Regions from separate parts of the Gossypium arboreum genome. Here region 1 is linked to region 2. Evidence: chromatin contacts called from public Hi-C data. All regions are on one chromosome and are shown on one strand. Each heading gives the region's core, a stretch centred on a gene start, on an enhancer-like site or on the middle of the called end of the contact. The rest is flanking DNA. Distances are from core to core; before and after follow the strand shown.

What was found. Hi-C and Micro-C count contacts between places; a contact is called where the count stands out from the background.
Region 1: a contact with region 2 is called in a Hi-C map of leaf, with 5 times the contacts expected there. The contact joins the promoter of LOC108469375 here to the enhancer-like site in region 2. A contact is called at or near these places in 2 of 5 Hi-C or Micro-C datasets (both in leaf).

The regions. Positions count from the first base shown.
Region 1 is chr8:16,166,313-16,172,998 of ASM2569848v2, reverse strand. It overlaps LOC108469375 (protein TORNADO 2-like), which reads left to right and starts at 5,106. Exons shown (of 2, transcript XM_017770265.2): 1 at 5,106-5,906; 2 at 5,991-6,447. The coding sequence starts at 5,136. The coding sequence ends at 6,305. LOC108469038 (protein TORNADO 2-like) reads left to right here and starts at 3,089. Exons shown (of 2, transcript XM_017769926.2): 1 at 3,089-3,735; 2 at 4,270-4,764. The coding sequence starts at 3,238. The coding sequence ends at 4,581. LOC108468523 (RING-H2 finger protein ATL29-like) reads left to right here and starts at 1,803. Exons shown (of 1, transcript XM_017769403.1): 1 at 1,803-2,576. The coding sequence starts at 1,803. The coding sequence ends at 2,576.
Region 2 is chr8:16,074,579-16,080,849 of ASM2569848v2, reverse strand. It overlaps LOC108467456 (a long non-coding RNA gene), which reads right to left. Exons shown (of 4, transcript XR_008286851.1): 3 at 5,734-6,271; 4 at 1,990-2,191. Among protein-coding and RNA genes, the nearest start is that of LOC108467456, 4.1 kb to the right of the region's middle. Within about 2 kb of position 2,254, at least 2 of the 2 cell types and tissues checked have an H3K27ac peak or open chromatin away from gene starts, as enhancers often do. A contact at or near this core is called in leaf, where this site is marked.

The DNA.
Region 1 (6,686 bases), core at 3,857-6,356, 89 kb before region 2:
ATCCTTCAGTCATTTTAATTTTTTAACTAAACAAGCTTAATTTCAAGTTAACCCTAAACTAATTAGGACTAAATGAGCAAATAGCCTAAAAGCTAGTGGATTAATCATATCCACCGTGCTTGGACTTTTTGACCATGGTTTAATCACCATTTTGGTCCCTTTACTAATTTAAATCTATAACAATTAACTTTTACCTCTTTTACAATTTAATCCTTTTTACCTTAATTAAGCAACCAATTGTCAAAATTACTGGACCAAACCTCAATCCACCTATAATACGACTTTGCAAACATTTAATAAAAAAATTTACGACCTTAAAATATGAAAACGAGTCCCAATACCTCATTTTCAAAAACTACTTGACTTTTAGGCTAAACCACTTATACTAACCATTAATTTAATTAATTAAACTGCTTTAAATCAAAATTCAATATAAAAATTATTATTGACTCGTATAATTTAAATACTAATTTTACAAATTTACTCGTTGAATTTGTGGTCCCGAAATCATTGTTTTCGACACCATTGAAAAACAGGCTGTTACAGTTTCACATGCAAGACTTTTTGCTGTAAACTCACAGCCAAAGGCAGATTCCATCTACAGGGACTTGTGTGTCAAAGCCAAATGGTAGCTATTATTTGCGAAGCAGTAGTGGTTTATCCACATCCCGGTGTGTTGAAGAAGTGGGTTTAGGGGAACTACCATTGTGGTGTGTAGCAGTGGTGTAGGATCTATTCTGTTAAAAATCAAAACTGTATGGCATCTTTAAAATAATGTGCATACAAATCTGGAATCTCTGTTATGATATATATATGTGTGTGTGTGTGTGTGTGTGTGTGTGAAATTCCAAATTAGGGTAAAACACAGTTGATATTAGGGAAAGGCATTGCAAGATAGTCCTTATGGTGATAACTGCACGTTTTTGTACGACGAGCAGTCCAAGAATCGAGAGAGTGTGGCTATGGCGGCAGAGGTGGTGGTGGGAATGTGTACCGAATGCAAAGACAAGGATTTGTAATAAGTGGGAACTTACTGGGTACTGCCCATTTGGAAATAGAGCTGGAGGTATTGTTTATCAATTGATCGGTTAACGAATTACTTTTTATTTTTGTCCTGTTTTGATTTGGATTATGGAAAGTATTTATGCATTTCATTTGTTTGCTATCGGTGTTTGTTATTCAGTCAAAAGATTAGAATTCACATAGGATGATGAGTTGTGTAATTTAATTGTTTGATTCCTATGCGTATGCTCTAGGCTGGGATTGACCACAGCCATCCAATTTACTAATCAGTGTCGTGCAAGTTGGATGGTACTCAAAGCGGGACTCTTATCATGGACATGGTAGTATGCACTTGTTAAGTGATAAATAAGAATTTGGAGGTCATATGCTTGTACCCTTTAGCTCCTCAATTACTTTTACTTTAGAATCAGCTTAAAGACAGTGCTCCACTGATGAGTAGCTAACCCGAAGGATGATGCAAGATTGATGTTGTGTTGTTTTAAATGGACTGAGTGAGGACAAATATCATTCAGACAATACTCCACATCCTTCTCACAAGGACTCGTTCAATACCCAAAAATATAATGCTTACCAAGCATCACCTTTCCAAATTAAGGCTACCGTTTCAAAAACACATGCGTTGACCTGCTTCCTTGTTTCTCTCTTTCCTTCTACACAATCAACAAAGGAAAAAAAGAAAACATCTAATCAACAAACAGGCAATCTCATTTTCTCTCATCAATGAAAAAACACAAGGCCAGGACGATATATACTCCGGCTACTGCTGCCCTTTTTATTCGATGTCGACAAGTTCCACTTCTAATGAACCATCCTCCTTCTCATCAAAGTACAGCCAGCCAGCACCTATAATTATAACAATAGTTTTCATTGTTGCGGTCATTGGTTTTTTCACAGCATACTTATGTAGTTATTTCCTGAAAAATGTTCTTGCTATCTGGAATTATGGGCGTAACCCTTCAGCTGCTACAGCTGCCACAGAAGGTGGTGCAGATATGAGTGATGGTCTTGATCCTGAATTAATACAAGCTTTCCCTACATTTTATTATTCCAGTGTCAAAGACTTTTGTCCCCAAAAGTACAGTCTAGAATGCGCTATTTGCTTGGCAGAGTTTAGTGACGGTGACATGCTTCGATTTTTAACTATTTGTTGCCATGTTTTTCACCAGGAATGCATTGATCATTGGCTTGAATCACATAAAACATGCCCAGTTTGTCGTCAAGAGTTAGATGTGACTAGTAAATCAATAGTAAATGTAAGTTCACTACAAGATTCTGTTCGCATTGAAGTTTCAGAAGATATAAATAACAAAGTTAATGGTGTAGAAGATGCACAATGCTCTTTGAATTCGAAAGAACAACATGATAAAAAACATGAGGGCATAGAAAGATATTTAAGGTCACATTCAACGGGACATTCCATAACTATAGAAGAAGAGGAGGATAAACATACATTGAGACTGCCTGACAATGTAAGAATAAAGATTGCAAGGCGACATAAATCTGAAGGAAGTTATATTGCTTTTGGTGAATTTACAAGCTGCGAGGAGACATAGATGAAGTATAAGCTCATTTTTGACAATGTTGTCTTTGAAGTCATTTGCTAGAGCTTTTCTGTAAAAATTGCCTTTGATGAGTTGCACCAGTAGTTATGGTTGATACAAACTGTACTCTTTTGCCTTTGTAGAATAGCTCAATGAACTTTACAATTTATGTGCTTTATCATTAAAGTTGCAAGAAAGAAGCAAACCCTAAAAGGCATCAAAGGATGCAAAACCAGAGAACATTTGTGACATTTAACTGTCTTCTTTTCTATTATTTTATTTTATTTTTATGTTTCTTTTGCTTTCCCTCGATAAATACAAAGGTTGGAGACAACTAATCTTTTTTGTTTCTTTTTCTTTCCATATCCTGTACCAAGGTTATCCTTTTCAAAAAGTGATTAGATTTGAAGACCTAAATACACTTTTAAAATGTCATTAATTGTTTTGTTTTAGTAGCTTTCATGGATCCAATCCAGGGCAAAGAACAAAAGCTTGTGGGGTTACATGACAGAAGCACTATATCTTGTACACATTTTTTCAACACGAATATCTTTACTCGAGGCAACTCCCTTTTCTTTTTGAGAGCCTTTTTTCATTACTAGATCTCAAAAACAATACCCAGATATAGCTCTTTCACTCTTCAGACACATCAATTCTCCAAACATAAGAAAAAATGGCACTAAGCAACAATGTCATCGGTGCAATCAACTTCGTTGCTATGCTGCTCTCCATTCCAATCATTGGTGCTGGAATCTGGCTTGCAAATCAACCAGATAATTCTTGTGTCAAGATTTTACAATGGCCTGTTATAGTTTTAGGGGTGTTAATCTTGGTTGTAGCACTAGCAGGCTTCATTGGAGGGTTTTGGCGCATCCCATGGCTCCTTATTGCTTACCTTGTTGGCATGTTGATCCTCATCATATTGCTTGCATGCTTGGTTGTTTTCGTCTACATGGTTACCATGAGAGGTTCAGGCCACCTTGAACCTAGTCGGGCATACTTGGAATATCACCTGGAAGATTTTTCAGGTTGGCTTCAACGAAGAGTTAGAAGTTCTTTCAAGTGGGAAAGGATTAAAATCTGTCTCAGCTCAACAGATATATGTACCCAGCTGAACCAAACTTATACAATGGCCATAGATTTCTTTAATTCCCATCTAACTCCAATAGAGGTAAATCTCAGTTTCTCTACTCAAGTTTCAAATTGTTCCATACATCTCCATCCCTAATCTTGAGTTTTGTAGGAATTTAATGAAGTAAGTTAAGGCATAAATCCTTATTTATTTCAAGAAATTCAAAGGACAGGTATACTATGTTCTTGTTAAAATTCCTGGAATCTTCTCCCGGAAATAGGCTGTTTTGTCAAATTATGATTTTGATTCCTTTGCTATGCTCAAATTTAGTATTTAGTCCCTAGATTTTAATTTGGCATGGTTTAGTCCTCTACTTTTATAATGTTATTAGTTAATCCAACCGGTGAGTACTTTGATCTGAACAGTTGAATGGACTAACTATTTGGAATCACAAATTATGCTGAAGTACAAGATTAAATCACAAATTTAAACATAGTAGAGGAACCAAAACCAAAATTTAACCCATTTTGTTTAATACCAAGCTTAGATTTAGGCATGCATGTTAAGCTAATAGATTCTCCAGCCATAAGTTAATCATCTTGTATATTTATTCTTTATGCTTTTACTTTACAGTCTGGATGCTGTAAGCCACCAACTGAATGTGGATACACATTTGTGAATCCAACAAACTGGATCAGCCCCATCGACAACATAGCGGATCCGGACTGCATACAATGGAGCAATGACCAAACGCAGCTGTGCTACAATTGTAATTCATGCAAAGCGGGATTACTTGCAAATATAAAACAAGAATGGAGAAAAGCCGACATAATACTGCTCATAACTCTTATTGCTTTGATATGTGTATATCTAGTAGGGTGTTGTGCATTTAGGAATGCAAAGACTGAGGACATATTTAGGAAGTACAAGCAAGGTTATACGTGAGGAGTAGGTGGTTTGAATGCAGTTTTTGGTTTTGTGACTTTGTATAACTAAGCAGATGTTTTACTTGTTTTCATGTGGTTGAAAATTTGTGTTGGTACTGAATGTTTTCATTACAGGGTGTAGACATTTGTGTAAGAGCAGTGATGAGATGTGTCCAATATTTTACTGTTTAGTGCATGAGAACATTGACTTTAATGGTGGGGGTTCTTGAATCACTGTCTGACAATGTAAAGAAAAATGTCACAAAACTAAGTAATGGATGATTGCAAGAGGCTTGGCACGGATCTCCATAATAACCCCACGAATGATCTGAATTAGTAGCTAATTTTGAAAATTAAAAAGATGACTTTTCCATGAAAACGTTAAGCCTGGAAGCAAAAAGACCTGAAATCCCGGTTTTTGAATTTGAAAACAAAATGGCCGACAATGATACTTGCCCGTGAAAATATCGCCAAATGATCATCACGCATTTTCACTTTCAAACCAAAATAAGGTTGCTTTCTAGTTCATTTAAACCCATGGGAACCATTTTAACATATGACAAATATTTTTACATGCTCGAGATCACTATAATTTTGTTTGGGCTTGCAAAATGTATAACACGGAAATTGAAGCTCATTCTTATCAAAGAAGGGACTCAATTCATCGTGATTCGTGTCCCTCTAGCTGGCCTAAAGTTGGGAAATATAACCCTCAACATTTTCTTCATTTTCTCCTTCACTTTATCCCTATTCTATGCTATCCCATTTCCTGTAATCTGCCATTATAGTATTAGGTTTATTAGACCCCAGAGAAAAGATATTCTCATTATCCTCGATCTCACCGACATGGCAGCCAACAGCGCCACTGTTGGTGTTATCAACTTCATCACCTTGCTTCTCTCGATTCCAGTCATCGGAGCAGGAATCTGGCTTGCAAACGAACCGGACAACGCTTGCGTGAAGATACTGCAATGGCCTCTTATAATACTAGGCATCTCAATCGCGGTCGTGGCACTGTTAGGCTTCGTAGGAGGGTGTTGGCGCATCACTTGGCTCCTCATCTTTTACCTTTTTGCAATGTTCATCCTGATACTAGTGTTTGCTTGTTTGGTTGTTTTAATCTATTTGATCACCAACCAGGGTTCAGGTCACCCTGCACCAGGCCGCATATACTTGGAACATGACCTTGATGATTTTTCCGGTTGGCTTCGTCGAAAAGTAACGAATCCTTACAAGTGGGATCGGATTAGATCTTGCCTTAACTCAACAGATATGTGTTCCGAATTAAACCAAAGATATCGTATAGCTCAGGATTTCTTCAATGCTCGGTTAACATCTATACAGGTAAGCAGTGAGCTTCATTCTAAACTTGCAATGAATAGAAAAAGCAATGAATAAAATTATTCTTTTCTTTCTTGTTGTTCTTAGTACGGATGCTGTATGCCGCCAGCTGAATGTGGGTACTCTTACATAAATCCTACGTATTGGCTGACCCCCAACAACACAGCAGCAAGCATGGACTGCTTGCAGTGGAGCAATGACCAAATGCAGCTTTGCTTTCATTGCGATTCATGCAAAGCGGGATTACTGGCTAAGTTGACCAAAGAATGGAGAAGCGTAGACATCATTTTGTTCATTACACTTGTAGTTTTGATATGCGTGTATTTGATAGGGTTTTGTTTTGCTCTTAGGAAATCCAAAACTGGGGATACATCCCCAAGACGCCACAAACAAAATACATGAAGGTCTTGCTTCATGTTGTAAGTAGTAACTAGTTATGAGCCAGTTCCATCATTATCTTATTTAATCTGTTTTTTTTTCCAATTATCCCCTCATCTGATCTGAACAAAATGTTGGAATCGTATATTAACATGATTAAAAACTATGCCTGCTAAAGTGTATGGAATATATCCAAATTATCTTTTGATTTAACATCTGCTACAGAAACCTCACTGTTTGGAGATGGGGAAGGTGATGATATCATTATAGCGGTAGAAAATTGTAAAAAAAAAAAAAAAGCCGAATAATGTGTCTATGCGTAATTTGCGCGGGGCACCGAAAGATGATACTTATTTTTTTTTCTCTTTTTCTATTACGAGTGGCAGGATAACAGCAAAGGATTTG
Region 2 (6,271 bases), core at 1,005-3,504:
TACCTCGACATTTGTTTGTATACGAGAATCTACTAATCCGATACTTTTTGGTTTTCTCGATCTAACTCCGTACTAGGTATAAGAGAGTGTTACCACTACGTGTCTTGCGACCCAACTTAGAAACTTGAATAGCTTGCCATCCCCTACATGTCTAATGGCCACAGCTCGCCATTCATCGGTTCGCTTGATGGTCACGACTCGCCACTCCCTTACAACTTGCCACCTTCCCTAGATTGCCAATTCACCATGTAGTTGATCCGCTGTTCATCATTTCCTTGTTTGTCAGTTGGCCAGTTCGCCACTTTCCAACCTCACCTCCCAGCTTGCCTACTCGCAAAGAGGCCCCTTCAGAGATACCTCTGAGGTTATGTGTCAAACCTAGAGGGGTAATGTGTTGGTGTGCATGGCACCTAATTATCCTTTAACACGTCTCATCAAGAAACTGTATTACAAAAATATTTTTTTTTATTTCTAATTTACACTGTGTGTTGAATTATGTATTTATGTAAAAAAGGAGATAAATTTAAATAATATGTAAATATTAAAATTTAGATTTTTAAAATTAATACTACGTTAACCCAATATGTAAACATTGATGGTTAAATTTTTTTCAATGTTTTTTGAACAAACAACATAGGGTGATCGGAAATATGTTATTGTTGTTCTTGGCAGTGATGTTACTTGCACTTTCCTTAGCCCTTGATGTGCTGCTACCATTTTTTGTTGAATATATACTTCCGTGATTTTGATGATTTTACGTTTTTATTTCTAATTTGGTTCTTTTTTTTAACTATATAATAGTTTTTCAGTGTTTTTTTCCGAATAATATGAAAAAGAATTTTTTATCATAAAAATATAAAAAGTTTTTTGGTTATTGAAATAATATGGACTATGCATAGGAACCCCAAATTAGCATGATGAATAACAATTTGGGATTACTACGAGATAATAGTTGTGTCAGAAAGAGGCATAGAATCCTTATAATTTCAAATTGGCAGCCGACATGCTGATTTGGGTTCCTGATGGCTTGTCATGTTAGAAATTTAAGTTTTTTAAAAATATTTTTAAAACTATTTTTTATTTTATTTTAAAAAGTTTATTTTTATAATTTTATTTCTAAAAACTTGTTTTTTAAATGTTATTTTAAAATTTTATTTTATTTTTACTTAAAATAGGAAGAATTAATTTTAAAACTTATTAAAAATTTATAACTTTTAAAGGGTGAAGACCAAATTGACAAAAATGTAAATGTTGAAGGCTAAAAAATTATTTTACCTTTGAAATAATTAACTTTAATGGTAGAAAAGATGGAAGAATCAAGATTTTAAATAAAAAAAGTATAAGGACTCAGTATCTTAAAATTAAAAGTATAATAACTAAACTTTAAATTTCAAAAGAGTGTAAGGACCTTTGATATATTTAAGCCTATAAATTATACACAGTAAATGATGCATGAAATTACAAATCTAAATAATGAAACAACGTATTGAGTAACTTAAGATGGATTAAAATGGGATATAAATGTTTAGAAAAGAATTCTTACACTAAAAAGCATGTAGTGAGTCCTTAGGGCGTACAGTTTGTATAGGTGTTATGAATAGATATTAGAGGCTAGGAAATAGAAGTATAACAATTCCATATAGAATTCAAGCTTTAAATTATTATTTGCACCATTTGGGAGTCTAAACTCATTTATTTTTTTATATAAAATAGATATTATTATTTGCACTTACAATGAATATTTTGATATATACATATACATATAAAGTTTTAGTCGAAATGGGAGATATTATTATTTGGATTAAAATTTATGCAAAATGGAGTTCAAATGTTAAATTACTATTTGCATTACGTGGGAGTCTAAGCTCATTTAATTTTTTCGTCCAAAATAAATATTATTTGTACAATTTTTGTCAATTTGGTATTTACCCTTTAAAAGTATATATTTTTTAATAATTTTTAAAATTAATTTTCATATTTTAAATAAAATTCTAAAATTTTAAAAGTTATATATTTAAAAAATTATTTTTAATAAAAAAGTTGGTCTGCTACCCTAGCACGAAAACGTCTGCCTATTGGCATGCATTTTAGGTTTTTATTTTTTTAGCATAATTTGTCCTTGCCGGCGGGTCACTTTCAAACAACTTTTTCCATAGTAAAGCACGGGTACAATCAGGATCAGGTCTCCGTCCTACAAACATGGAGATGGAATTAGCAGATTAACACTAGATGAAGAAGAAGAAGCAATTCTTCAAGTACAAACAGAGCAGCGCACACAGGGAGAAGAGGGGTTTTTCAGGTTAGTGGGTTGTTTCTTAATAGCAAGTGTTTTCATTATCCTGCAATGAAAAGTACTATGGCAAATTTATGGCATCCGGTTCAGGTTGTCCAGATTCGGGATCTGGGAGATAGAAGATTCTTGTTCCAATTTTTTCATGTTATGGATTTGGAGAGAGTATTAAATGGATCACCATGGACATTTAATAATCACTTACTGCTGCTATACAAATTACAACTGGGGGAGGATCCATTAAGAGTTCTTTTTTTGCTTTTTTTGTAGTCGTTTGGGTCATAGTGATGCTTTTTGTGAAGCAAAAATGGAAGCAGGTATGGAAGTTGCTGATATAGGGTGGAACTTATCGTTGAGAGCTCAATCTAGAAGGGCTTTAGCAATGAAAAGAATATGGCTGCGAGAAGACAATGATGATAATTTTGGAGTTAATAGTGCAGACAGACGCATTCAAAGGAACGACAAATGGGCTGCGGAACACACGCAAGGATTTTGGTGACCTATTGACCCAATACTGGGACTAAGCCTGAAAGGAAAACCGGCCTATGTGGGGCAAGAGAGAGTTAAATCGACGATTAATCCAGCTCCTGCTGATATGGAGCATGATCAGGAAGATGGAATTTTAATTGGGGAGGAAGGGAAAAAAAGAGCTAGAGGGGAGAATGAGGATGAGATCAATAATTCAATGAACAGAAACAGACGAGTATTGGAAGGTAATTATTTATTATCGGTGGCTGCCAAGAGGCATGCCGACCGGGCGCAATGAAAATCTTGAGTTGGAATGTCCGTGGATTGGGAAGTCCACGGGCGATTCGCAGACTTCGGCATTCACTGAAGATACATAATCCCCAAGTGGTTTTCTTTATGGAAACTAAGGTGTGTAAAAATAACATGGAAAGAATTTGTCATAGATGTGGTTATATGAATGGGATTGAAGTTGATCCAATTAATACTAGAGGTGGTCTATGTTTAGCATGGAGGAATGATATTTGCATTGAGCTTAGGAGTTTTTCTAAGAGACACATTGATGTGGTGGTTGAGGATAAGGAGGTAAAGGGAAAATGAAGACTCACTGGATTCTATGGATCTCCCTATGCTCAAGACAGGAGTGAATCTTGGAATGTGTTGAGGAATTTACACAATGATGATGGGAGGCCTTGGTTCGTTTGTGGAGACTTTGATGAGATAATGTACAGCCATAAAAAAAAAGGAGGGCTACTTTGTGATGAACGAAAAATGGAGAATTTTCGTATTGTTTTAGTGGATTGTGAACTTTTGGATGTGGGCTTTTCTGGGAATTAGTTTACGTGGGAAAGAGGAAATCTGCCCGAAACAAATATTCGGGAATGACTTGATCGTGGAGTTGTTAATGATGCATGGATGAGTTTGTTTCCGGAGGTCACTATTCAACATATGCCTCACTCTTTTTCGGATCATTGTCCTCTCTTAATTACTACTAGGAGGGTTGAAAAGGGGATAAATACTAAAGCATTCAAGTTTGAAGCATGGTGGATAATGGAAGAGTCTTTTAATAAAGAAGTCAAAAATTTATGGGAGTCATCTTCTGGAAGCCTATTATAAAAGCTAGATATCTTAAAAAAAAGTCAAACTCGATTTGATAGAAGAAGGAGAAAGGATATGCTCACAGTTAGACTATCAGAACTTGCAGGGGATGACAGAGATGATATTAACATGGCAGAATTGATTGATTGTAAAATTCAATTGAACTTTGAGATTGAGAAGGATGAACGTTACTGGGAACAATGAGCTCGGATAAATTGGTTGAAATTTGGGGATAAGAATACTGTATTTTTTCATAACCAAGCGACGTAGCGTAAAAGAAAAAACGTCATACACAAACTTAACGATAAAGAAGGAGGAACAACGGAGATTATAACGGAAATGGAGGGAATTGCGCGATCTTATTTTCAAAATTTATCTTCAACAGATGAACGAGAAAATCTTGACCATTTGTTATCAAGTATTGAGAAATGCATATCTGAGGAGGAAAACCAAGATCTTTTGAGGCCTTATACGGCAGAGGAGCTTAGAGAGGCGCTTTTTACAATGGGTCCTACCAAAACACCAGGTGAAGATGGCTTCCCGTAATATTTTACCAAAATTGCTGGCATATCATTAGGGAGGACGTCACCAAATTCTGTTTACAAATTCTAAATGAAGGTATGGATTTTCAACAAATTAATGCGACTCAAATAAATTTTATCCCTAAAATTGATAATCCTACTACTATGATGGATTTCCATCCTATCAGTCTGTGCAATGTGCTTTATAAAATTACAGCAAAAACGATTGCAAATAGGCATAGAGGAGTTATCAAAATATGCATTGAACTCAGACAATATTCTACTTGCATATGAAATTCTTCATACTCTTAAACAAAAGAGAAATGGGAAAAAAGGTCTTATGGCAGTCAAGTTGGACATGAGTAAAGCATATGACAGGGTTGAGTAGAATTTTATAAAAAAAATGATGGCACGAATGGGGTTTGATATGAGAGTGATCAGAATTTTGATGAAATGTTTGACAACGGTCTCCTACTCAGTAGTTGTAAACGAATACATAGGAGAAAGCTTTCAACCAACAAGGGGACTTCGTCAGAGAGATCCACTTAGCCCGTTTCTTTTTCTCATTTGTGGGGAAGGGCTGTCATGTTTAATGAGATTAGTATGCAGGGAAGGACTAGTGAAAGGCGCCAAAGCTAGTAGGAACGGGGCACCAAAGCTAGTAGGAACGGACCACAGGTATCACATTTGCTGTTTGCTGATGATTGTATCTTATTTGGTCAAGCCACAAGTAGAGAAGCTAATTTTTTAAAGGAAATTTTGGGAGAATAGGAGATGCTCGGGCCAATGTGTTAACTTTAATAAGTCCACTGTCTTTTCTAGCAGTAATACAAATGATGAAGATAAACGAGAGGTGGTAAACATTTTGGGGGTGCGTAGTTCAGAAAATCCGGAGAGGTATTTGAGGTTACCCAACACAGTTGGAAGAAGGAAAAAATAATCTTTTCAGGGCCTAAAAGATAGATTTAAGAAACGTATTGACAATTGGAGCACCAGGTTTTTGTCTCAGGGCAGGAAAGAAGTGTTTATTAAATCGGTCCTTCAATATACCAACTTACTTTATGTCGTGTTTCTTATTACCTAAGTCTTTATGTTCAAAAATGGAAAGCATTATAGCTCAATTTTGGTGGCAAAAGGGGCATGGAAAACGAGGAATACATTAGTGTGCATGGAAAAATCTTTGCATTTTAAAAGAAAATGGGGGTCTTGGTTTTCGAAACATGAGTCAGTTCAATATCGCATTATTAGCCAAACGGGGGTGGCGCCTTATTAATTACCTGAATTCAATAGTGGCTAGAGTGTTCAAGGCTAAATACTATCCAAATACAGACTTTAACAGCACTCAATTAGGGAATATACCTTTTCTTACCTGGAAGAGTGTGTAGGCTGCTAAGGGATTGTTAAATAATGGACTGTGTTGGAGGGTTGGAAAGGGTGACGGGATCTCGATCTGGGAGGACCGTTGGCTACCAGGCAAGGAACCTGAAGAGTGGAATAGTAGAAACAGAAGTGAAGAGTACAAGTTAGTTTCAGAATTAATTGATCCAAATACCAGAATGTGGAAGACAGATATTATCATGCAAATCATGCAAATTCCTCTTGCGAAAATTCCTCCTAACGACATTCAAATGTGGAAGGGAGAATCGACCGGAGAATTCACTGTCAGAAGCGCCTACAAACTATTACAAGAAGCTAGCATGGATCCTAGTTATTATTATTTACAGGCCGACTCAAAGAATTTCTACAAAAAACTTTGGAATCTAAGACTACCCTAAAAAATACTGATTGCAATTTAGAGAATTACATGGAACTATATCCCGAATTTTGTAAATCTAAAACATAAGCGAGTGATCAATAGTGCTTTATTCCCTCGTTGCGGGAATGGAGAAGAAGACAG